2 separate regions of the Pan troglodytes genome follow, and region 1 is linked to region 2. The links are chromatin contacts, called in public HiChIP or PLAC-seq maps. All regions are on one chromosome and are shown on one strand. The core of a region is the stretch at or near the end of the contact, and the rest is flanking DNA. Distances in the headings are between cores, read along the strand shown. Region 1 holds the start of SCRT2 (scratch family transcriptional repressor 2). Region 2 holds the start of NRSN2 (neurensin 2).

Region 1 (6,597 bases), core at 1,063-3,562, 330 kb after region 2:
CTCACTACCAAAGGGACACCTCCTCTTCAGACACCTGCCCTGGTGGGGGCCATCAGGGGAGAACCCCTTTGTGATCCCCTTGGTGGAGGATGGGATCCACAGAAGCAGTCTCCACTTTCCCCTGCCTTCCACAGATCACCCCCTTCTGCACCTGAATGACTTCTCTTGTCCCTCAAACCCTTGTCCCTGCAGGAACTTGTTCTGAGAAGAGATGGAGTGTGTGTGTGTGTGCGTGTGTGTGTGTGTGTATGTAGTGAGGAGGGGGCTTACGAGGAGCAGCAGGGTTGGTTCTGGAGGGGGTTGAGAAGCTGGGGATGGGGAAGGAGTGCAATCCAGGGGACCAGGAGCCACTTTGGGGGAACCCCTCCCAGAAATCCTCTCTTTCTTGCAGTCCCCAGGACAGGCCCAGCCTTTGGCAGGCATGTGGCTGAGGGTAACAAAAGAGTTATTGAGAGAGGGGGTCTGAGAGCACTTGTGTGACATCGGCAGGGGAGCAGCTTTGAAGGGAGGGAGGGCGCCCCCAGCCACCCCCAGGGAACCAACCCTGTCTCTCCAGGGACTGAACATCCAGGGCCCTTTACCTTCCCCCTTCCCAGGCAGCCAGCTTCTCTTCCTCAACGGGGGAGAGGGAACCCTCAAACTGCCTTGTGCCTTAGTGCCCAGCACTGGCCTTTCACGAACAGCCCTCTCTGTGTTCTCTTGCCACCCCCTCACTCTAGCCCTATTTGAGGGCCACAACTTTCAAAGTCCCGGCTGGCGCGTGGCTGCGGGATGGGCCGACCCCGCGACTTTCCCTTTGTACGACCTAGCCCCTGCCCCGCCCGCACGGCCCTTGGAAAGCCCGGGAGGAGCCCACGGCCAGAGAGATCTCCTCCCGGGGGTTTCCTGTCGCACGCGCCCCTCCTCGTGGCCCAAGCTGGGGAGGGCCCCAGCTCCCCTCGCCTCTTCTCCCAACCCCCCCCCCCCCCCCCACCCCGCCGGGTCCCACTCACCGTTGTCCCCGGGAGGCCTCCGGGCGCCAGGCAGCACGTAGGCTGTCTCCAAGGGGTGGTAGGTGGGGGCCGGCACCCCGCTGCACTGGAAGCCGTCCCCTTTGATCTTCTTTACCAGGAAGGAGCGCGGCATGGTGCGACTGGCGGGGGGCTCGGCGGGGACACTTGCGTGGGGCCCCGGTGGGGGGAGGCGGCCAGCCGGGCGCGATTGGCTGTGTCCGCGCGGGTTTTCAGCACTGGACAGCTCCCGGCGGGCTGGAGTGCGGGGGGCCGCTCGGAGCCGGCACCGGTGGCGGCGGCCGCGGCTCGGGCTCGGGCTCGGGCTCCCGCTCGGGCTTGGCGGCGGCGCGCAGACAGGGGATCGCAGGAGCTGTGCTCAGCACTCCGGCTGCCGGCTTTATATGGGACGCAGGCTGGAGGAGATCAGGTGGTCCCCTAGCAATGGAACTGTTCAGCGCTCTAATCCATCAAATGTCCCCCAGGACAATCGCTCCGCACACGTTCCCCTGAACCGGCGGCGGTGGGGGCAGGCCAGGAGCAGGGAGCAGCGAGCAGGCAGGAGGGGAGAAAGTGAGGGCGAGAAAGGCGCAGAGACAGAGAGAGACGGAGAAAGGGGAGTGAGGGGGGCGGGGAGAAGAAGAGAGACTCGGAGAAAGACAGAGACATACAGGGAAAGAGAGACGCACACGCGGAGAGAGGTAGAAATAGAAGCAGAGAGACCAAGATAAGGACAAAAAGACACAAGAGAGAAACACAGAGAGAAGAAAGACAGAGATGGAGAGAAGTAGCAACACACACACACCCACAGGAGGAAAAGAGAAATCCAGGCACACAAAAAGGAAGCCCCCCCAGGGATGCAAAGAAAGGGAAAGAAAAGTGCAAAAGCGAGGGGGAAGCCGAGGGGAACGGAGGGAAAGCGGTCCCGAGCAGGCGGGGTTCAGGCACATGGGGCCACAGGGAAGGGGATGCAAAGAAAAGAGTGCGCACTGGCCAGCAGCCACCCTCCCGCCTCCAGTCCTCTCCCTCTCCCCCAGTTCTGAAGTGGCCGGGGTGGACACTCAGCTTTCACTAGAGTGAGTCTCCCCTCCCCCCTGCTCGGGCTCCCACTGGAGCCCCCTATTGGGTTTGGGGTTCAACTTTCTTCTTCCAGAACTGGTGGGGGAGCAAGTCCCCCCACGCCGATGCCTGGCCTTGCTCAGTTGGTCCTGTTCCGGTGCCTAGCTCAGGCGGGCGCTGCAAGAGGAAGTGAAAATCGTCCAGTAATTAATTTTCCTGCTGCCGGGGGGTGGTGGTTTTGACACATCCGAGGCAGTGTCTTTCCCTGAAGCGGGGAGCAGACAATAGAGACACGTGGACTGGGAAGGGAGAGGGGGGAAGGGAGGGGGAGCGGGGCTCCTGCTGGAACTCTTTGCAGGTCAGCTCCTTTGTCTCTAAAAGGATCTGAGCAGACCCGCCACCCCCAGTCCGATCCAAACCTGGGGGAGCCCCCATATCTTGGCAGGACCAAGGAGCAGGAGAGCTCAGCCCCCTGCCCAGAGGGTGCTGGGCAAAGCCCCATGGTGGCGGACCTGCTTCAGCAAGTGTGGGATGGCCAGTGCACAAGAGTCCCAGAATCAGACTCTAGGAATTCCAGGCTCTCACTGTCAATGGAATTCTGGTTATGAGATGCAAGGCTGGTGGAGTGGGGATGTCCTTTTGGGACTGGGTCATCCAATACCAGTTTGCAGGCTAAGACCTAGAGAGGGCTTGGAGGTGCTCAAGGTCATGCAGTGAGTCAGCAGCAATTGCCAGAGACCTCAGTGGCCTCCGGGCACCACTGAATCAGGGCCTATCAGGGTCCTTGAGGTGTAGCCCAGAAGTCTCAGAATAAAACTGGGGCCCCTCGTGGTGGTTCAAGCCTGTAATCCCAGCATTTTGGGAGGCTGAGGCAGGAGGATCACTTGAGGTCAGGAGTTTGAGACCAGCCTGGGCAACATAGTGAGACCTTGTCTCTACAAATAGTTTAAAAAAAAAAATTAGCCAGGTGTGGTGGTGCACACATGTGGCCTTAGCTACTTGGGAGGATGTGGTGGGAGGATCGCTTGGGCCTGGGAGTTCGAGGCTGCAGTGAGCTGTAATGGCACCACTGCGCTCCAGCCTGGATGAAAGAGCGAGACCCTATCTCCAAAATAATAATAATAATAATAATAATAATAATAATAATAATAAGAAGAAGAAGAAGAAGAAGAAGAAGAAGTTAGAGTTTCCAATGCAGGATCTGTTGGCCTTGAATATTTTCAAAAGACATAGAGATGCAAGGATGTGTAAACAGAAGGTTTACCATTGAATTTGCCCTGTATGGTTTTAGATTGTTTTCCCTGACCCAAATAAGGAATTAAGGCAGTTTACTCCCTATATATAAACATTGAAAAACATTGCAGGTCCAAAAAAAAATGGGGGCCCCTGATCTTGCCAAGGTCCTGCATGGTCTGGAGGTCCCCCACCATCTTTCCTGTTGCATTGCCTCATATCTTGCCCATGGGAATTTTTTTTTTTTTTTTTGAGATGGAGTTTCGCTCTCGTTGTCCAGGCTGGAGTGCAATGGTGCGATCACAGCCCACTGCAACCTCCGCCTCCCAGGTTCAAGTGATTCTCCTGTCTCAGCCTCCCGAATAGCTGGGATTACAGGATGTGCCACCATGCCCGGCTAATTTTTTGTCTTTTTATCAGAGACGGGGTTTCACCATGTTGCCTATGGGACTTTTTTAAACCTCTGTCACTGAGAGTTGAAGTGACCACACCCTTGACTCATGGCACGCCCATGCTTCTCTGCTCCAGCCATAGGCGCCTACTGGTGCTTTGGGCTTGCAGCTCTCTTGACCTGCATACCATCTCCACTGCCCAGAGTCCTTCCCTGCACTTCACCCTAGGAAACCCTTACTTGTTCTCAAGACTCAGCCGAGGGGTCACTTCCTCCAGGAGGTGTCCCTGACTTCCATCATTGCAGACTGGGCCAACTCACCCACTGGTCCCTGAGCTTCATGAGGACAAAGACTCTGTCCCATGTATGGCCTAACACACTCTTAACAGTGTGCCTGAGGGTCTTCTAGCTCCCCTACTTATCAGCCATAGGTCCTTGGACAAGTTACTCAACCGCTCTGTGCCTCAATTTCCCCACTTATAAAATGGGAATAATAATTGTCACTACCTAAGTGTTGTTGGGAGTGTTAGAAGAGTTACTACATGTAAAGGGCTTGGAATGGTGACTGGCATATGGTAGGAGTTCAGTGCTTGAGGGTTCTATATATGCAGTTTTGCCTGTAGCATGCAGCACTCATTTGTTACATGTTAGTGGGATTCTGTGGAATTAGTGGTGAACTAGGCATCTCTGGTCCCTGCTTTCTTGCAGCTGATCTTGCAGCTGTCCATTCATTGAGTGGATGGACACCAAACAAGAAAATCCTTAAATCAACAATATATTTTCAGATAGTTGTCCAGTGCTGTGAGGAACATAAAACAGGGGGAGATGATGGAGAGTGATGGTGCCTTTAGGCAGGGTGACCAGCAAGGGTCTCCTGGGAGAGGTGGCATGTGAACCTAGACTTGAGCCAGCCATGGGAGGAGCCCAGGAAAGAGTGCTCCAGCCAGAGGCTTCACAAGTTCAAAGGCTCTGAGGCAGGAATGAGCTTGGGCAGCTGAGGACAGCAAGAAGGGAAGGAAGATGAGTTCAACACGTTAGCAGGGCCAGACCCAGAGATTACTCCATAAATCCCAAATGAATGAGTGAATGAAAGAATGAACGATTGTAGGGGTGAGATTCAGCCTATAACTATAGCTTACAACTGTGACTAAGTAGACCTATTGGTTGGAGAATAACTTTTCACTGTTTACATAGAGGAAGTTGCTTATTTGTTCAGTCATTGACAATTGTGGTATAGCCATATTTTTTAGTTTGTGCTGGGTACTTGGATCTCTGTCCTCTAAGGGTGCCTAGTTCACTGTGGGTAAATAAGGCAAGTGGGTGTCATCTAGCTCACCTCCACCTGCCTGATGGTTCTACCTCTCCAACCTCTCATCTAAGAGATGGCAAAATGGATCCCAGAGTCCTTAAAAAGGAATATAGGTCACAGCAACTTGGGACAGAGCTGGGACTGGACTGTTCTCACTGGGAAAGATAGTGATCCACCCCTTAACTGATCAAAGGAAGCCCCACAGAAATGATGTATTAATAGGTCCTGCAGCCCACTAGTGTCGGGTTGAGGATAAAACCCCAGGTCTCTGACCACAAGTTGGAAGATAGTGTGGGTGCATTTAGCAGATGAGAAGAAGCCTTGAGCCCTGAAGATGAGGTTCCAAAATACCTTCAGAGGGGAGGAGACCTTAAGTATGGATGAAATACACAATGGCCAGCAGAATTTCATCACTAGGACACCAGGAAGGGCCTTCTGTCCCCCAAACCTCCCCCCACCCCAGCTTACTGGTTTCAGGAAGTTCACTGTGGGGAATTAATTTCTCTAAGTCACATGAAATAAGGAAATAACTTTTATTCCCAAGGATGTTCGCTGCAGCATCAGAGATGGTAATAAAAACCCTGGGTTGGAGAAAGCAAGGAGAGGGTTGTGAAGAAGACGTTCACTCCATGTAGTATTCTGCAGCCATTAAAAATTCTCATATGGGGAGATAAGCTTATAGAATGTGTTAAGTGAGGGGTGCAGAATACAGAAACCTCTCACAGCACGTTCACAACCATGAACCAAAACAAAAATAAACACACACAAAAGAGTGAAATAAGGGTCTGGAACTATGGGGTTTCCCTCTCCCTTCTTTTTGTGTTTTCCAAAAAGATCATAAAATATTTCAGTTCAGCCAGGTGCAGTGGCTCACGCCTGTAATCCCAGTACTTTGGGAGGCCGAGGCGGGTGGATCACGAGGTCAAGAGATTGAGACCATCCTGGCCAACATTGTGAAACCCCATCTCTACTAAAAATACAAAAATTAGTTGGGCATGGTGGCGCGCGACTGTAATGTCAGCTACTAGGGAGGCTGAGGCAGGAGAATCTCTTGAACCCAGGAGGTAGAAGTTGCAGTGAGGTGAGATCGTGCCACTGCACTCCAGCCTTGTGACAGAGCGAGACTCCATCTCAGGAAAAAAAAAAATAGTTCAACAAATATTTATCTTGAGCACTTGCTAACTGTCACTTACTTCCAAATAGAAGAAATGCTGAAGTCTAGTAAACCATGTCAGGATATTCACTATTCATTCTTCTGACTTTTGGGAAGATGGCATTGTGAATTTCCCCAGTGGCAATAATAATTATTAGTACATCGCCAGCAACATTACAGAGCCACCCCGCAGGCCTGGCAGTGTGCTAAGCACTTTCCCTTTGAAGAAGGTGACCTTGCCTGGGGCTTTAGATTGAGGGATTTGGAGTCAGCCTATTTTCAGTTTAAATTCCTGCTCTGCCATTTCCCAACTGTGTAATTCTCTGTGCCTCCGTTTTCTCATCTGTAAAATGGGTGTATAAATTGGGCCTGTCTCACAAGGTTGCAGTGAGGATTAAATGATAATATAGGCATCAAGTGCTTAGAGCAGTGCCTGGCACACAATAACTTGATAAATGTTGAC
Region 2 (6,402 bases), core at 2,770-5,269:
AAGTAACCAGCCAATCAGAGACACTCCAGTGGGTTCAGTAAATGACATATTATCTAACTGGGGTGAGGGGAATCAATATCAGGGCTTTTCCTGAGACTATACGGAGAAACAGATTCTTTTCCCAGCAGTTAAATTTGAAGTCTGTGGCCATTTTGCTACCATATAGGGAAAATCTGCCTGACATTGAAGCCAACACAGATGAGGGAAGAGCCAAGAGATAAAGAGAAAGATCCTGAGCATCTGGATACAGCCATGCCTGAAGCCAGTGTCCCTTGACTTCTCAATTATGTGAGCCTTTATATTCCCTTTGTTTAAAGCCAGTTCAAGTTTAAAACTGCCATTTCCAGTGAGAACAATTCCCTATGTTGTATCTAAGGCCAAGACCTTGCCCCTGACTCTAGGCCAGTATGTCCTGTACAGTGCCATTCAACTCTGCCAAAAGCGAAGGGCATCACCTTCTCCATAACCTGGCTTTCCCTCATCTATTTTACATCTCTGTTAATGGGAGCATCACCCACCTGACCTATAAACATAAAAGTCAGCCTCTATCCTCTCTGTCTCTCTCCCTCTCTCTGTCTCTCTCTCTCAATCCCTGTCACTTCCCTTACTTCTTAGTAACCAAGAAGTTCTGCCAACTTAACTTTATGGACATTTTTCACACCTGCACCCTCCTTTCCATTTTTCCTGCCCACTCCAATTCTTCATCATTTCTCACCTAAATTTTTACAAAATCAATAGATAACTAACATAGAGGTGTATAGTAAAAAGTGAATTTCGGCCGGGCACGGTGGCTCATGCCTGTAATCCCAGCACTTTGGGAGGCCGAGGCAGGCAGATCATGAGGTCAGGAGATAGAGACCATCCTGGCCAACATGGTGAAACCTCATCTGTACTAAAAATACAAAAAAAAAAGTCAGCTGGGCATGGTGGCATGTGCTTGTAGTCCCAGCTACTGGGGAGGCTGAGGCAGGAGAATCACTTGAACCCGGGAGGCGGAGGTTGCAGTGAGCTGAGATCGCACCACTGCGCTCCAGCCTGGTGACAGAGCGAGACTCTGTCTCAAAAAAAAAAAAAAAAAAAAAGTGAATTTCATTCCCACCCTTGCCATCAGTTACCCTCCCCCAAGGCATCTGCTGTTACCTCTTTCTTGTCTATTTTCCCAGAAGTTCTCTATATGTGCCATCTTTTTGAGAATTTCAGATGGAGGCATACTATCGAGACTTTTCAGAACACTGCACCCTTCTTCACTTGAAGTGTGATTAATATAAATAACTATAGACTAATTTCTTCTTTCTAATGGATGCATAGTATTCCACAAAGAGATATAATGTACATAACTCGTCTTCCATTGATGGATATTTAAGCTGTGTCCCAGTTATCTGTTAGCACAGAACAAAACCCCCCAAACCTAGTGGTATAACACAACAACCACTTGAATATGCTTGTGGGTTCTGTGTGTCAGGAATTCAGGCAGGACACAGTGAGGCCAGCTTGTTTGAGTCTTCAGCTAGGAAGATTTGAAGGTTTGAAGGCTGAAGCTCATTCAAATGGCTGGCCACTGTAATCATCTTGTTCTTCCCCTTCCCCTTCCCCTTCTACAGTGCAATGGCATGATGTCGGCTCACTGCAACCTCTGCCTCCCGGGTTCAAGCAATTCTCCTGCCTCATCCTCCCTAGTAGCTGGGATTACAGGTGCACGCCACCATGCCCGGCTATTTTTGTATTTTTAGTAGAGACGGGGTTTTGCCATGTGGCCAGGCTGGTCTCGAACTCCTGAACTCAGGGGATCCACCCGCCTTGGTCTCCCAAAGTGCTGGGATTACAGGTGTGAGCCACCGTGCCTGGCCTCATCTGGTTCTTCTTCACTCACTTCTTTTATGCTTGAACTGGGATGACTCAAAGCTAAGCTTAGCTGGGACTGAGGTGTCCTCTCCTGATGGTCTTGGCACCCTCACAGCATGGCAGCCTCTAAGCAGACATGGAGCCCTAGGTAGGCAAGGTGCCTCAGGCTCCAAGAGCTAGAGTTCTAGCAGAAGTTGCCTGTACTTTTATGTCTGGACCTTAGAAGTCAGAGTGTTACTTCCACCGTACTCCATTGGTTGAAGCAGTCATCAGCTCACCCAAGATTCAGAGAGGGTACAAGGATCCCACCTCTCTATAGAGGAGTGCTAAAGAATTTGTAGCTATATTTTAAAACCACCACAGGTTGTTTCCAATCTGTAGCTATTCCTGTAGTTCATTTTACAGGCTAACATCTCTTGAATGTCTTCATTTCTCTGCACCAGGCCAAGACACTGTCATCTCTGATCTCTTCACTGATCTCTTGCTGTCACTCTTGTGCTCAACAGGCTGTTCTCTTGACAGCAGCCAGAGGTCTTTTCAGAATGAAAATCAGATCACATCCCACCCCTCTTCATAACCCTTCCATGGCTCCCCACTACCCTTGGGCTGAAGCTCAAACTCCTTACCTTGGCTTATGAGGCCCCACAAGGTCTCACTTCTGCCTGCCTCTCCAATGCCATCTCCTGTCACCATTTGGGGCCTTTAGTTTTGAGCTGCAAGAGTTCCTCCCATCACACACACACACACACACACACACACACTTAAATAAGTAAATAGAACATACAAAACGCTTAAACACTTTGCACATAATGAGCATAATAAGTTTGCTACTATTATTAGACTGTCTTCAGTAAATATTTACTGGGCTGCCTACTCAGTGCCAAGCACTATGGGAGCCTCACAGATACAACATGAACAAGAAATATGTGGCCTTGGCCAGACACGGTGGCTCACACTTACAATCCCAGCACTTTGGGAGGCCAAGGCAGGTGGATCACTTGAGCTCAAGGAGTTCAAGACCAGCCTGGGCATCATGGCAAAACCCTGTCTCTATTAAAAATACAAAAAATTAGCTAGGCATGGTAGTGCGTGCCTGTAGTCCCAGCTCCTCAGGCGACTGAGGTGGGAGGATCACCTGAGCCTTGGGAGATCGAGGCTGCAGTGAGCCGTGATCATGCCACCGCACTCCAGCCTGGACAACAGAGTGAGACGCTGTCTCAAAAAAATAAAAATTAAAAAAAAAGAAAAAGAAAAACTAAAAAGGAAGATGTGGCCCTATCTTGCAGAGCTCATTCATCTGTGTGTCCCCAGCCCCTAGCACAAGGAGAAACAGAACAGATGCTCAAGACACAAAGGCATGTTTGTGCAAGGGTGCTTGATGACGGTTGGAGGGGCACAATGACTTTCCCAAGATCACACAGCAAATATGGGACAAAATCAAGGCTGACAGCTCATGACAGGGTGTGAGGCAGATGCAGCTGCCTGGCACAGGCTGGCTCTCCAGGGAGATGGGCAGTGGGCACGCATTGCCCAGGGCAGAACTGGGGCTAGGGGAGGAAAGAACAAGGGAGGCTGTGCCATTAGCTCCTTCCAAAGTGGAGGTCACTTCTCTCCCAACCCCGAGTCCTCCACCCAAACTCCCTTCTCGAGGTACAAGGGCTGATCCTGTACCAGGGATGGGTAGGGACTCAAAGAGGAAAAGAGGATGAAAAGAGGATGGGGACTGAGCGAGATGTGAGGACTCCAGAGAGATTAGGGGCTCTCAAGGCAAGTGGGAGGGGACTTCCCGGTAGGAGCCCGGAGAGAGATGGGAGCCTGTGAAGAGGACGGGGGCCCGGCGAGGAGATGCCGGTTTCTACGCTGGGGTGGGGCTCCATGAGGGGGATGGAGACCTGGAAAAGGGACTGACGGTGCAGCGAGGAGATGAAGGCTCCGTTAAGGGACGGGTCTTCCACGAGAGGGGTGGGGAGCTGCGGGAGTGATGGCAGCTTCGGTGAGGAGTTTGAGGGACTGCAGGAGGGCTTGGGGCCCAGGGAGTCCCAGGGGTCTCTGTGAGGGAGCTGGGGTGTCCGAGCGAGCAGGGAACTCTGGAAGGGGACAGGAGCTGGGGGAGCTGCAGGCGGCCGCCGTCTGCAGAGCCGGGCCCTGAGGCGGGCCGGCGCCCCCCTCCCCCGCCCCCGTGTCGCCCCCGCCCCGAACTGCGGCGCAGGCGCGAACCGAGCCCGCTTTCGCTCGGCGGAGACGGCAGGCAGAGAGGTGAGCTCAGCCCTGCCCCACGCGCGGCCAGGCCCCAGCCCCAGCCCCTGGAGAGTCCCCGCGCTCTGCCCGCATCCTCAGCCCGGGCTGTGTCCCGCCAGGGCCAGGACCTTTGCGCCTGAGCCTCGGCTTTGGGAGGTGGGGGGTCTCAGGGAAGTAGCAGGGGCAGGAGACAGAAACAGCCCCATCGCCCCGCGACGCCTCAGGGTTGATAGGCTGGGTAGAGGCTTCAAAGGACACCCCCCACCCCCGCCAACACTTCAAACCGAAAACCCATTCCTAGCCCTCTCTGCCTCCGTTTCTCTCTAGGGAAAAGGACGCAGTTGGTGTGGACCAGGGGATCGGTGGTCCTGTCAGAAAGAGTGGCGCGGGTGCAGGTGGGGAAGGGAGCGGGGAAATGGCCTGATTTCCCCGGCCGACACCCCCTCCCCCTCCCCCTCGGGAGGGCGCCCCTTCTCCCCGACCCAGGCAGCGCGGGACGCCGTAGTGGGCGAGTCTGAGGGTCTGGGAAGGACAACGGAATGCGGCTGTGCAGAGGCGACAGATTCCATCCATCCTCGGGCCCTGGCTTCTGTCACTTCCGCCCGTGCCTCCCGCCCCTCGCCTCCTCCCTCCGCCGCAGTCTCCCCCCGTCGGACAGCGCCGCCCCCTCCTCTTCCCGCTCCCCTCCCACCAAGCTCCTCCCGGCTCCCGGCTGGGGACGCCTCCCTAGCGGTTCCCATGGCAACCCTCGTCCCGGGTGCCTGCGCCCCGCCCCCCGCCAGCTGGACCTACTCCCCGCAACCCTAAAACGCCAGGCGGAGGGGCCAGGCCGAGCGGGAGGCACCGTCAGGGTCACCTTCCCTCTCCAGTACCAGCAGGACTGAGTGATTCCGTCTATTTGGAGTGGGGGAAGCGGTGAATTGGAGGGGAGGAGCTGACCCAGGTCAACCGCCCCGAAGCCCCCTCCACACCTCCTCACCTGTGGCCTTTAACAGTGGTCTCCGCACGGAGGCTCCTACCGTCCCCCAGGCCCCGTTTATTCCCCCCTCCCGGGCCTCCCCAGCGCCTCGCCGGGGCGGGTACCGCGCGGGCCGCACCCTCCGCACAGCCCGCCCCGCCCACCTCCTCGGATGAGCCCTCCTCGCCCACCTCCTCGGATGAGCCCTCCTCGCCCACCTCCTCGGATGAGCCCTCCTCTCCAGCCCTCTCGCCCTCCTCCTCCGACGCTCCTTCGCTTTCAGTCTCTGCCTTTTCCCGCTCTCTGTCATGGCTTTTGTTGTTGTTGTTTTTCCTCCTTTTCTTCCCCGCTCTTCTTTTCCCTGAATTGTAAGTGAGGAGGGTGTACAGCCACTATTTATGGACAGGCTTTCTTGACAGCAATCTTGTGTGCCGTGTGACTCCAAGCAGAACCTCCAACCGTGTGTGTGTGTGTGTGTGTGTGTGTGTGTGTGTCGTACCTATCTGGGTAGGTCTCTGTGTGCTTTGCGAGCATGTCTGTGTGTTTCTCTGTGCTGTTTCGGTGAGTTTCTCTATGCAGGGATTTGAGGACCACATCTGATTGGAAGTGAGAGGCAGCTGTCAGGACCTTTATCGTACCCTTTGGAACAAGCACGTTGTTTCATTTTGCAGGAGGCTGCTAATTAAGGCTGAGGGCCATCATGGAGACTGGGGTAGAAGCCCAGTCCTCCCCCAACACCTCCTGGCTTTGGTTTGGGCCAAACCTGTATATGGATATACAAGTACCTTCCATTCCCAAGATCCGTGTCCACTTTTGTGGAAAAAAAAAAAAAAGGTTATTTGATAGGTTTCTCTGGAAATCTAACAGCCCTTAAGCCTAAGAGTCTTTAATCCTGAGGGACCCTGACTTTCACTTCCAATGGAGTCAAAATTCATTGGAATCTGGAGGCTTTCAGGGGCAGTCCTGGGGAGGACCTTTTATAGCCTTGCAGCTTGGGAACTCCAGCCCAAGTGTCAGCCATGACAATTACCCCCAGGAGGGGGTCTGAAGGGGAGCGGAGGGTGAGGCTCTCTCATTCCGGATATGGAGACTAAAAAGTTCAAGATGGAAGTGATAACAAAAAAATTACAGTACTAATCACAACAGCTACCATTCCTCAGCATTAGACACAATAACTGTATGAAACAAGTATGATTATTAGGTCTGTTTTACAGATGAGGAAACTGAGACCCAGAAAGGTGGAAGCACTTGTCTAAGGTCACGCCTCCAGGAAGCAGTGTGTCCACGACTCCAGTCCAAGTGGTCAGGCTCCAGAGCCCACAGTCCCAAGTACTGGGTGGCCTCCAGAGTAAACATGCACATTT

What was found. HiChIP or PLAC-seq counts read pairs in DNA pulled down with a chosen protein or histone mark.
Region 1: an H3K4me3 HiChIP or PLAC-seq map of stem cell-derived excitatory neurons shows a contact between it and region 2, with 2.3 times the contacts expected there. The contact joins the promoter of SCRT2 here to the promoter of NRSN2 in region 2. A contact is called at or near these places in 1 of 7 Hi-C or Micro-C datasets (induced pluripotent stem cells) and 1 of 1 datasets of contacts at active chromatin or transcription factors (stem cell-derived excitatory neurons).

The regions. Positions count from the first base shown.
Region 1 is chr21:7,405,537-7,412,133 of NHGRI_mPanTro3-v2.0_pri, forward strand. SCRT2 (scratch family transcriptional repressor 2) reads right to left here and starts at 2,313. Exons shown (of 2, transcript XM_016937263.4): 1 at 993-2,313. The coding sequence starts at 1,125.
Region 2 is chr21:7,072,563-7,078,964 of NHGRI_mPanTro3-v2.0_pri, forward strand. NRSN2 (neurensin 2) reads left to right here and starts at 4,020. Exons shown (of 3, transcript XM_009436641.5): 1 at 4,020-4,098.